Regions from separate parts of the Sus scrofa genome. Here region 2 is linked to region 1. Evidence: chromatin contacts called from public HiChIP or PLAC-seq data. All regions are on one chromosome and are shown on one strand. Each heading gives the region's core, a stretch centred on a gene start, on an enhancer-like site or on the middle of the called end of the contact. The rest is flanking DNA. Distances are from core to core; before and after follow the strand shown.

Region 1 (4,116 bases), core at 736-3,235:
TGCGTGCGCGTCTACGCGGCCACAGGGGCGAAGAGGGAGACGCCTCCGTTTAAAGGTGGGGCAGGGAAGAAAGTGGTTACGATGGGGCTTGTGGCTTTGCTGGAGGGAAACGAGGTTCCCAGGCGGGTGACCTCGGAGCTGGGACGGTCCCTGGAAGTGAGTTGTCAGCTCGTCTGGCTCCCCAGGGCTTGCTCAGGAGCCCGTTGTGGGCCCTGTATGTAGAGGCAGAGCCTGTTAGTCCTGTTTTCTGGCCGGATCAGCCTCTCCTGTGATTTTATTAATCCTCGTAGACTTGCCTGGGGACACAGTGTTCATTTTCCGAGCTGAGGCTGCAGTGGACCGTCCCTTGATGGTGGCCCACGGCCCCTGTTGGTTTTGGAGCAGGACACAGAACCATCAAAACCACCCCTTTTTCCCACTTCACAGAGGCTAGATTTCCATCTTGGTCTGTGGCTGGGCGATCTTCCTATTAATAAAATGAACAGGCAGAGTAAAGGGACATCCCTGCAGTTTTCATTTGGAACAGCGGCCGTCTCTTTTGACCTTGTATTTCCCTTCTCTTCGCACCCCTCCCACGTCTGTCCTTGTCCGGCCATTAGGAAGAAGATAACTCTACCTACAACTTCCGGTGGTACACCAGCTACGCCTGCCCCGAGGAGCCGCTGGAGTGCGTGGTGACCGACCCGTCCACGCTGGAGCAGTACGACCTCTCCAGGTGAGGCGGGTCAGCCGGGCCCCGGTCCAGTTAGGGCTGAGGTCGACTGGGCCCTGCTGGTGAGCAGGTGACTGAGCTGATGACCAGGGTCAGCTCAGTTCTGGGTGCAGGACCAAGGTGGGATGTTTTAGACCAGAATGAACTCTAACGATGGCCCGGGAGTCCTGGCGAGGTCAAGCAGTCTTTGCCCAGCAAAGCAAGCCTGTCTTCAGCAGCATCATTTGAAAAGCCGCCCGGCGGTGCTGGGGCCTAGGGCAGTCCCAGCTCGGCGGTGGGCTGCCTTCCGTGGTGCCGTGAGTCCCACCAGGCCAGCTGCTATACGTTGAGGGGCGGGGTGTGTTTCTTTCTCTTTCTCTGGGTGCTTAGAAGTGAATCCTCGGGCAGAAACCTCTTAGCTTGCAAAGCTCACGTTTCGCTTGGACATTTCAGTCTTGCAAAATCTGAGGGCGGTCGTGGCGGGAACTGGTACGCCCTGGACAGCGCGGGCCCGCACAGCACGTGGAGGAAGTACTACATCAACGTGTGTCGGCCTCTGAACCCGGTGCCGGGCTGCGATCGGTACGCGTCCGCCTGCCAGATGAAGTATGAGAGCCACCAGGTGGGTCTGCCCCCCGCCCCATGTGACTTGGTGGTAGAGCTGGTTATTTCTGGGCTCCCAGGTCTGCGCAGGCCTGGCTGCTGACGGGAGGCCCTCTGAGGGGGAGGGGGCCTCAGTGGGATCATATCTGAGTCCCCTCCCCTCCATAGATGCGGTCATATTTGAGTCCTGGTTCAGATTTAAAATGTGAAAAAGCCTGGGTGTGGTGACCTCTGCTCACAGGACCCGGCGGAGGAGGTGTCTTTGAACAGCAGACATCTGTAAGGAAGAGCTAGTGCTTCCAAAAGCTTGGGCTTCTGAGTGATTAGGGGGACAGCTGCACGGCAGGATTGCTGTGCACACACTCGGTCCAGGCCTTCGCTCTGGCCAGGGTGCGAGCTGTGCACCGTCATTGGATGGAATGCAGGTGCCGCCAGAGCTCTGCTACGTGTGCTTGTGCTCCTCAGACACGGCACATCTTAAAATAAAGATGTATGTGTGCCGCTTTAAAAATAGAGCGGCAGGAATGCACTTTTCCTGGCGCCTGTTAGCCGGCAGCTGGAGGTCTTGTAAAGGAAGCTGGCGAGCGCCCTCTGGTGGTTAAGCGTGGAGGCGCTCGTGCACATTGGCGCGTGTGCTCTTTGTTGGAGCAACGGCCTCCAAGCCCGCTGGAGTCTGTGTTTGCCAGTTCGTCTATTCGCTGATGGTTATTTATAACCCTGGATGAGTCCTGGGGCGCTTTCACAGTCATTCACTTGTGCTCTAGTCTCAGCTCTGCCACCCAGATGGCCAGACGATGGAGGCGCGAGGGACGGGCCGGCAGTGTCAGAAGCTCCTGGCCAGAGGATGTGGTTTGAGTCCCGTCTCTGATGCCTGTCAGTCGCGTGGCCTCGGATAGGTCACTGCGCGTGTCTGAACCTTGTTTGCCCTTTTGTAAAGTGAAGAGAATAGACTCTACCAGGATTTTGAGGGTTTAAGGTCATAATTTATGGGAAATAAGTTGTCCCTTGGAATGGAGGGCAGGATAGGCTCCAGGGCCTGGCGGACACCATGTCCACAGCTGCTCGAGCCCGTCACCTGCAGTGTCCCCTTGGCACCCCCGCGCTTTATGTCCTCTCTGGACCACTCACAAAGCCTGAGACAGTGTCAGCGCCACGCCTCAGGCCCTGGAGGCAAATTCAAGTTTTGCTTTTTGGAACTTTTATGTCATTTCTTCCCCGAGCAGTTCGAGCTGAAGTTGGTTGCATCAGCAGAGGCAGAGCCCGTGGACGTGGAGGGCTGTGCCCCCCCCGCACGCAGGAAGGGTGGCTGCGCATTTGCTCATCTGTGGCGACAGCTGCGTGGACAATGCGCACCCACCGTGTCAGAAGGAAAGCGGTCTTCTCTTCATGGGGAAACCTCACAGACACCCGTGTTTGCAGGGTTCGTTTTCCGAAACCGTCTCCATCAGCAACTTGGGGGTCGCGAAGGCGGGCCCCGTGGTGGAGAACAGCGGCAGCCTTGTCCTGGAGTACGTGAACGGCTCCGCCTGCACCACCAGCGACGGGAGGCGGACCACCTACACCACCCGGATCCACCTCGTCTGCTCCAGGGGCAGCCTGGTAAGGAGGGCGCTCGCTGCTCGGCGCCCCGGACCTTGGTGGCTTCGTGTTCCTTTGAGTCTCTTCCCAGGGTGGGGGAGCTTGCTCTTCATCCTGCTTCAGGTCGGCATGTGGTATAAAAGCAGAGGCCAGGGGCCCGGCGGCGGTGGTGCTTTTGTGTCTGTTCTTTCTCAGGTTCAAGCCTGACCTCTTACTGCCGATTGGTGACACACCCAGTGTGTTGGTGTCCTGTAGACGCGAGTTTTTCTCTCTGGGTGACACAGACACCATCCTGCCCCTTCTTCGCTCTTGTGAGCTGGTGACCCAGGGTCCCTGCAGCACAGCGGGTCTTAGAGATGGTTTGGGCCAAACCTCAGAGTTCGCAGATGAGGAAACCAAGGCGCGTGCAGCTCGGCCGTGGGCGAAGAACAATGGGGGAGGCGCGTGTGACGTGCTGGCGAAGCAGGCGTGCAAGGCGAGGGCTGGGAAGTGGAAGGGGGTTGCGCGTGGGCCCTGGTTCCCTGCGCCAGGGCAGCCCAGAAGAGAGAGCCAGAAAGAACTGGTTTAAAAAGAACGTGGCTGAAGCTTTACAACCGAAGATCGACCCCTTGGCCGTCCTGCGGCGCACGCTGAGCGGCATGGGGCCTGTGGACCCGTGTCGAGCTCCCATTCCCAGTATCCACTTCCAGAACTTTGTTATTCTGCCCTGATTGCCTTCTTTACCTGAAGGTTGACATTTATCCCTGGGTCATGTGTGTTTTGAATAATCGCCAAACTCCTCGAGGCCCAGAGCGGGGATAATGGAGTTCATGTTTATTATCAGATTATTTCCGAGGTCTGTCCCACGCCCTCTCCCTCCGCTGACGTGGGCTGGCGGGGGTCGGGGCGCAGGGGCTGGTCACTTATATCCTAGTCAGTCGAAGACGCCAAGTTCTCTCTGCCCTTTGCCGGCACATGGGTTTTTCCCAAGCGATAAGGTCTTTGGAGCCCAAGAAGGTGGCGCTGCCAAGGAAGGAAGACGTGAGCTGGCTGAGCGGGGCCTGGGCTGTGTAGGCACGGGCCCCACCAGGGAGACGTGAGCACAGGCTGCGCTCAGCCCCGGCGGGGTGTCCCGGGACGGAGTCCTGGCCCCTTGGGCCCGTCTCTGCGTCCCCTGCCTGGGCCTTGCCCGCCCTCTGCCCCCTCTGGTGTTGCCTTGCTGTGGAGGCACTGGGCAGTTCCCGAAGTTCCCGCATTTACTCTGC
Region 2 (4,116 bases), core at 990-3,489, 96 kb before region 1:
ATATACTTAGTACCACTGAACCGTACACTTAAATGTGATTGAAATGGAGGCATTTCCTTTATGGCTCAGTGGTTAATGAACCAGACTGGGATCCATGAGGATGCAGGTTCCATCCCTGGCTTTCACTCAGTGAGTTAAGGATCCCGCATTTCTGTGAGCTGTGGTGTAGGTCACAGACGTAGCTCAGATCCTGTGTCACTGCGGCTGTGGTGTAGGCCAGCAGGCAGAGATCCAATTCGACCCCTAGCCTGGGAACCTCCATATGCCACGGGTGCAGCCCTAAAAAAGCAAAAGCAAAAGCAAAAAAACAAAACAAAACAAAACACATGACTGAAATGATAAATTTTTAACTATGTCTGTTTTGCACAAAGAACACACATGCACACAATGGTTGCATAGCAGGAGGAGAGAAGCCAATGCTAGAACCTCCTAGAAGAGTGAAAGACTTAAAAGAAAAAAGAGTCCAGGACAACGGAGAGGTCCAGAGGGCAGAAATAGTGCCTACCTTGTTGATTTTATACCCTCTGTGTGTGAGCAATGCTGATATCTAGGAGGTGCTTGAGGGTTGTCAAATGGATGCAGCTACTTGGAAGGGCCGAGCCCGAGCACAGGGTTAGAAGGAACCCTCTGGACTGGACACTATTACTCTCTCAGCAACCAGCCCCTCGCTCAGCTGTGTGATGCTGGAGCTGGGCTCTGCAAACAAAGGGCTGTTTTGCTGGTGGCTCCTCCGAGGTTCTGCCACCTGGGGGCTCAAGAGGGAGGCTGAAGAAGGGGCAGCTCCTTCCTCTGGGTTCTGAGGCTCAGGGTCTGCTTAGATGCCAGAGCTGGTGGTGTATTGAATAAAGAATATGCATTTATCTTATAATCAGCAATATTGAGCATTTTTTCATGTGTTTGCTGGTCATCTGTGTATCTTCCTTGGAGAAATGTCTATTCAGGTCTTTTGCCCATTTTTCCATCGATTGATTGGTTTTTTTGCTGTTGGGTTGTATAAGTTGTTTATATATTCTAGAGATTAAGCCCTTGTCGGTTGCATCATTTGAAACTATTTTCTCCCATTCTGAAAGTTGTCTTTTTGTTTTCTTTTTGGTTTCCTTTGATGTGCAAAAGCTTTTCAGTTTGATTAGGTCCTATGGGTTTATTTTTGCTCTAATTCCTATTGCTTTGGGAGACTGACCTGAGAAAATATTCATGGAAACAACCCAAATGTCCATCAACAGATGATTGGATTAGGAAGATGTGGTATATATACACAATGGAATACTACTCAGCCATAAAAAAGAATGACATAATGCCATTTGCAGCAACATGGATGGAACTAGAGAATCTCATCCTGAGTGAAATGAGCCAGAAAGACAAATACCATATGATATCACTTATAACTGGAATCTAATATCCAGCACAAATGAACATCTCAGAAAAGAAAATCATAGACTTGGAGAAAAGACTTGTGGCTGCCCGATGGGAGGGGGAGGGAGGGGGAGGGAGGGGGAGGGATCGGGAGCTTGGGCTTATCAGACACAACCTAGAATAGATTTACAAGGAGGCCCTGCTGAGTAGCATTGAGAACTATGTCTAGATACTCATGTTGCAACAGAACAAAGGGTGGGGGAAAAATGTAATTGTAATGTATACATGTAAGGATAACTTGATCCCCTTGCTGTACAGTGGGAAAATTTAAAAAAAATAAAATGCATAACTCGAAAATATAGCACATTCAAGAAAAAAAATATATATGCAGATTGTGACCGGCTGCACGGTCACACGATGCCACACGGGGGGTGCCAGTGAAGTCATGACATTTATGATGACTTACAGAGCCCAGCAGTGAAGGGTGCGGTGAGCCGAGGGTGGGGTGGGTGGCGGGGGGGGGAGGGTGGACCCTCCTCCATCCCAGGTCCCCAGGGAGCCGGAGAACCGGGTGGGGAACACCCACTGCTTATAGACGTTTGGGGCAGAGGTCACTAATTTCACAGGATTAACTCTATCTAAGTGGTTATTTTAAAAGGTGCCCCAGGAAAAGTAAAGCAGGAATTTATGGCAGGGATCCTGAACTCCAGCCTCCAGACTCCGGGTGTGAGCAGGGGTATCGTCCTGTAACATGCAGCGGCGGCAGCGCAGCAAAACCAAGTTGTTCTCCTTAAAAGTTGTTTTTCTCAGCACAGCCTGTGATCCTGTGGTCCCCACCCCCCTTCACCCAGACACGCTTCTCCCCGGGGCAGCTGCCCTTCCTTCTGCGGCAGCAGCTGAGTCCACTTTGCAGCGACTCCGGTGCCCACAGAACCATGGTCAGGGACCCCACTTCAGAGACCCTGTACCAGCTGCCAGTGCCCCCTCCTCAGAGGCCTGGGTCCCAGGGCAGTGGGGTCCCCCTCCAGAGTTACAAGCTTGTGACACCACCCCCTTCCCCCGTCTCCTAGCTGGGGGTGTGTTACCTGTAGTGTATCCTTTTTTAAGTTTTATGGAGGTGTGCTTGATTTGCAAGGTTATGATAATTGCTGCTGTACCATAAAGTGGGTCAGTTATGCACAGACACAGAGCCATTCTTTGTCAGATCTTTTCCCATGCAGGTTATCACAGAATACTGAGCATCGGTCCCCAAGCTGTACAGCAGGTCCCATCAACCGTCCAGTCCATATACACTAGTGTGCATAGGAGTCCCCCCCACCCCGCCAACGTTTCCCCTTTGATAACCAGAAGTTTGTCTTCTCTTTTTCTGTAGGGCTGCACCCGAGGCATATGGAGGTTCCCAGGTTAGGGCTCAAATCAGAGCAGCAGCTGCTGGCCTACACCACAGCCCCAGCAACGCAGGATCCAAGCCGTGTCTGTGACCTACACCACAGCTCACGGCAATGCCGGATCCTTAACCCACTGAGTGAAGCCAGGAAGAGAACCCTGCATCCTCATGGATACTTGTTGGGTTCTTCACTTGATCTTAGCCAAAAGGCCGAGAAGCGATACTTGTTGGGTTCTTAACCTGTTGAGCCACAACGGGAACTCCCTGATCTAATGTTTTAAGGGAAACCACAAATCTGGGTTTTCATGTGAAATAACCCCATTTGAAAAACCTTGGTAACTGATGAAAAAAACTCACGTGGATCAAACAGGACATGACTGTAGACCACTCTGGAAAGTCGACCGGCCCCGCCCCCTCCAGGGCCTTCACCCTGCGTGGTCCCAGCAGGCCTGGAGGGTGTCCTTCTCTGAGAGCTTTCATGTCAAGGTCGTGAGTTTCCATGTATGCTTGTGCTTCTTTTCCCAGGAGGCCAACTGACCTGGGAAAAGTCCCCGCAGTGTCCCTCACATGCCAGGGTTCTGCTGGCGGGCGTGCAGATGGGACCCAGGGGAGCCCTAGCTCCTCCTGGTGTTTCTTTCAGGGGATGACAGGTGAAGGGCCAGGTCCAGTTTTAACCCGGCCGAAGCCGCCTTGCTGGGCTTGGGAGGATCCGAACAGCATCTTCTTAAAGGGGGTGCGGCAGCTTCGGGAAGGCGGTGACCTTCATTAATCAAAGAAGGGGCAACCTAGCCTTTCTTTTGCTTTTTGCTTTTTTCCTTTCTTTTTAAAAGTTCCGCATCTGCAGCATATGGAAGCTCCCAGGCTAGGGGTTGAATCAGAGCTGTAGCTGCAGGTTTGTAACCCACGGAGCCGCAACGGGAACTCCCAAGATAGCCTGTTCTTATCTTCTGATCCTGGAAGGAGATGAGACAAAGACATTTGGGCCTACCTGACCCGCGGCGCTTCCCTCCCTGTAAATACGCCAAGTCGGTCATTCTGCGCAAGGCCACAGGAGCGGCGGCGGCCGGGGGGCGGGGGGGTTGGTGGGGGTGGTGGTGGGAGTGGGGAGGTGGGTTGGGCAAGAGGAGGGGTTCAGGGGGGCAACAGGGAGGTCCACAAAGGCCAGACGCTTGGCGCCAAATCAGTCCTGCTCCCAGGGTTCCTCTCCGCTGAGCCGCTCTCTGCCTAAGGCCCCAAGGCCACATGCACTTCGTACTTTGTTATCAGATGGCAACTGTTTCCACGGGAAAACACATGTGCAGTCTATAATTTTTCTCCTGATAAAGGAAAGAATTGAGGCTGTCTCTGTTGATGAAAGAGTAAACACAGATGCTAAC

Evidence for each region. HiChIP or PLAC-seq counts read pairs in DNA pulled down with a chosen protein or histone mark.
Region 2: a contact with region 1 is called in an H3K27ac HiChIP or PLAC-seq map of alveolar macrophages. The contact joins two enhancer-like sites. A contact is called at or near these places in 3 of 5 promoter capture datasets (fetal liver, fetal skeletal muscle and liver), 29 of 47 Hi-C or Micro-C datasets (adipocytes, adipose tissue, alveolar macrophages and 17 more) and 2 of 2 datasets of contacts at active chromatin or transcription factors (alveolar macrophages and skeletal muscle).

Annotation. Positions count from the first base shown.
Region 1 is chr1:7,410,285-7,414,400 of Sscrofa11.1, reverse strand. It overlaps IGF2R (insulin like growth factor 2 receptor), which reads left to right. Exons shown (of 48, transcript NM_001244473.1): 17 at 600-715; 18 at 1,145-1,313; 19 at 2,714-2,893. Among named protein-coding and RNA genes, the nearest start is that of SLC22A1, 47 kb to the right of the region's middle. Within about 2 kb of position 1,985, at least 10 of the 83 cell types and tissues checked have an H3K27ac peak or open chromatin away from gene starts, as enhancers often do. A contact at or near this core is called in alveolar macrophages and skeletal muscle, where this site is marked.
Region 2 is chr1:7,506,239-7,510,354 of Sscrofa11.1, reverse strand. No RefSeq gene overlaps it. Among named protein-coding and RNA genes, the nearest start is that of MAS1, 34 kb to the left of the region's middle. Within about 2 kb of position 2,239, at least 11 of the 83 cell types and tissues checked have an H3K27ac peak or open chromatin away from gene starts, as enhancers often do. A contact at or near this core is called in alveolar macrophages and skeletal muscle, where this site is marked.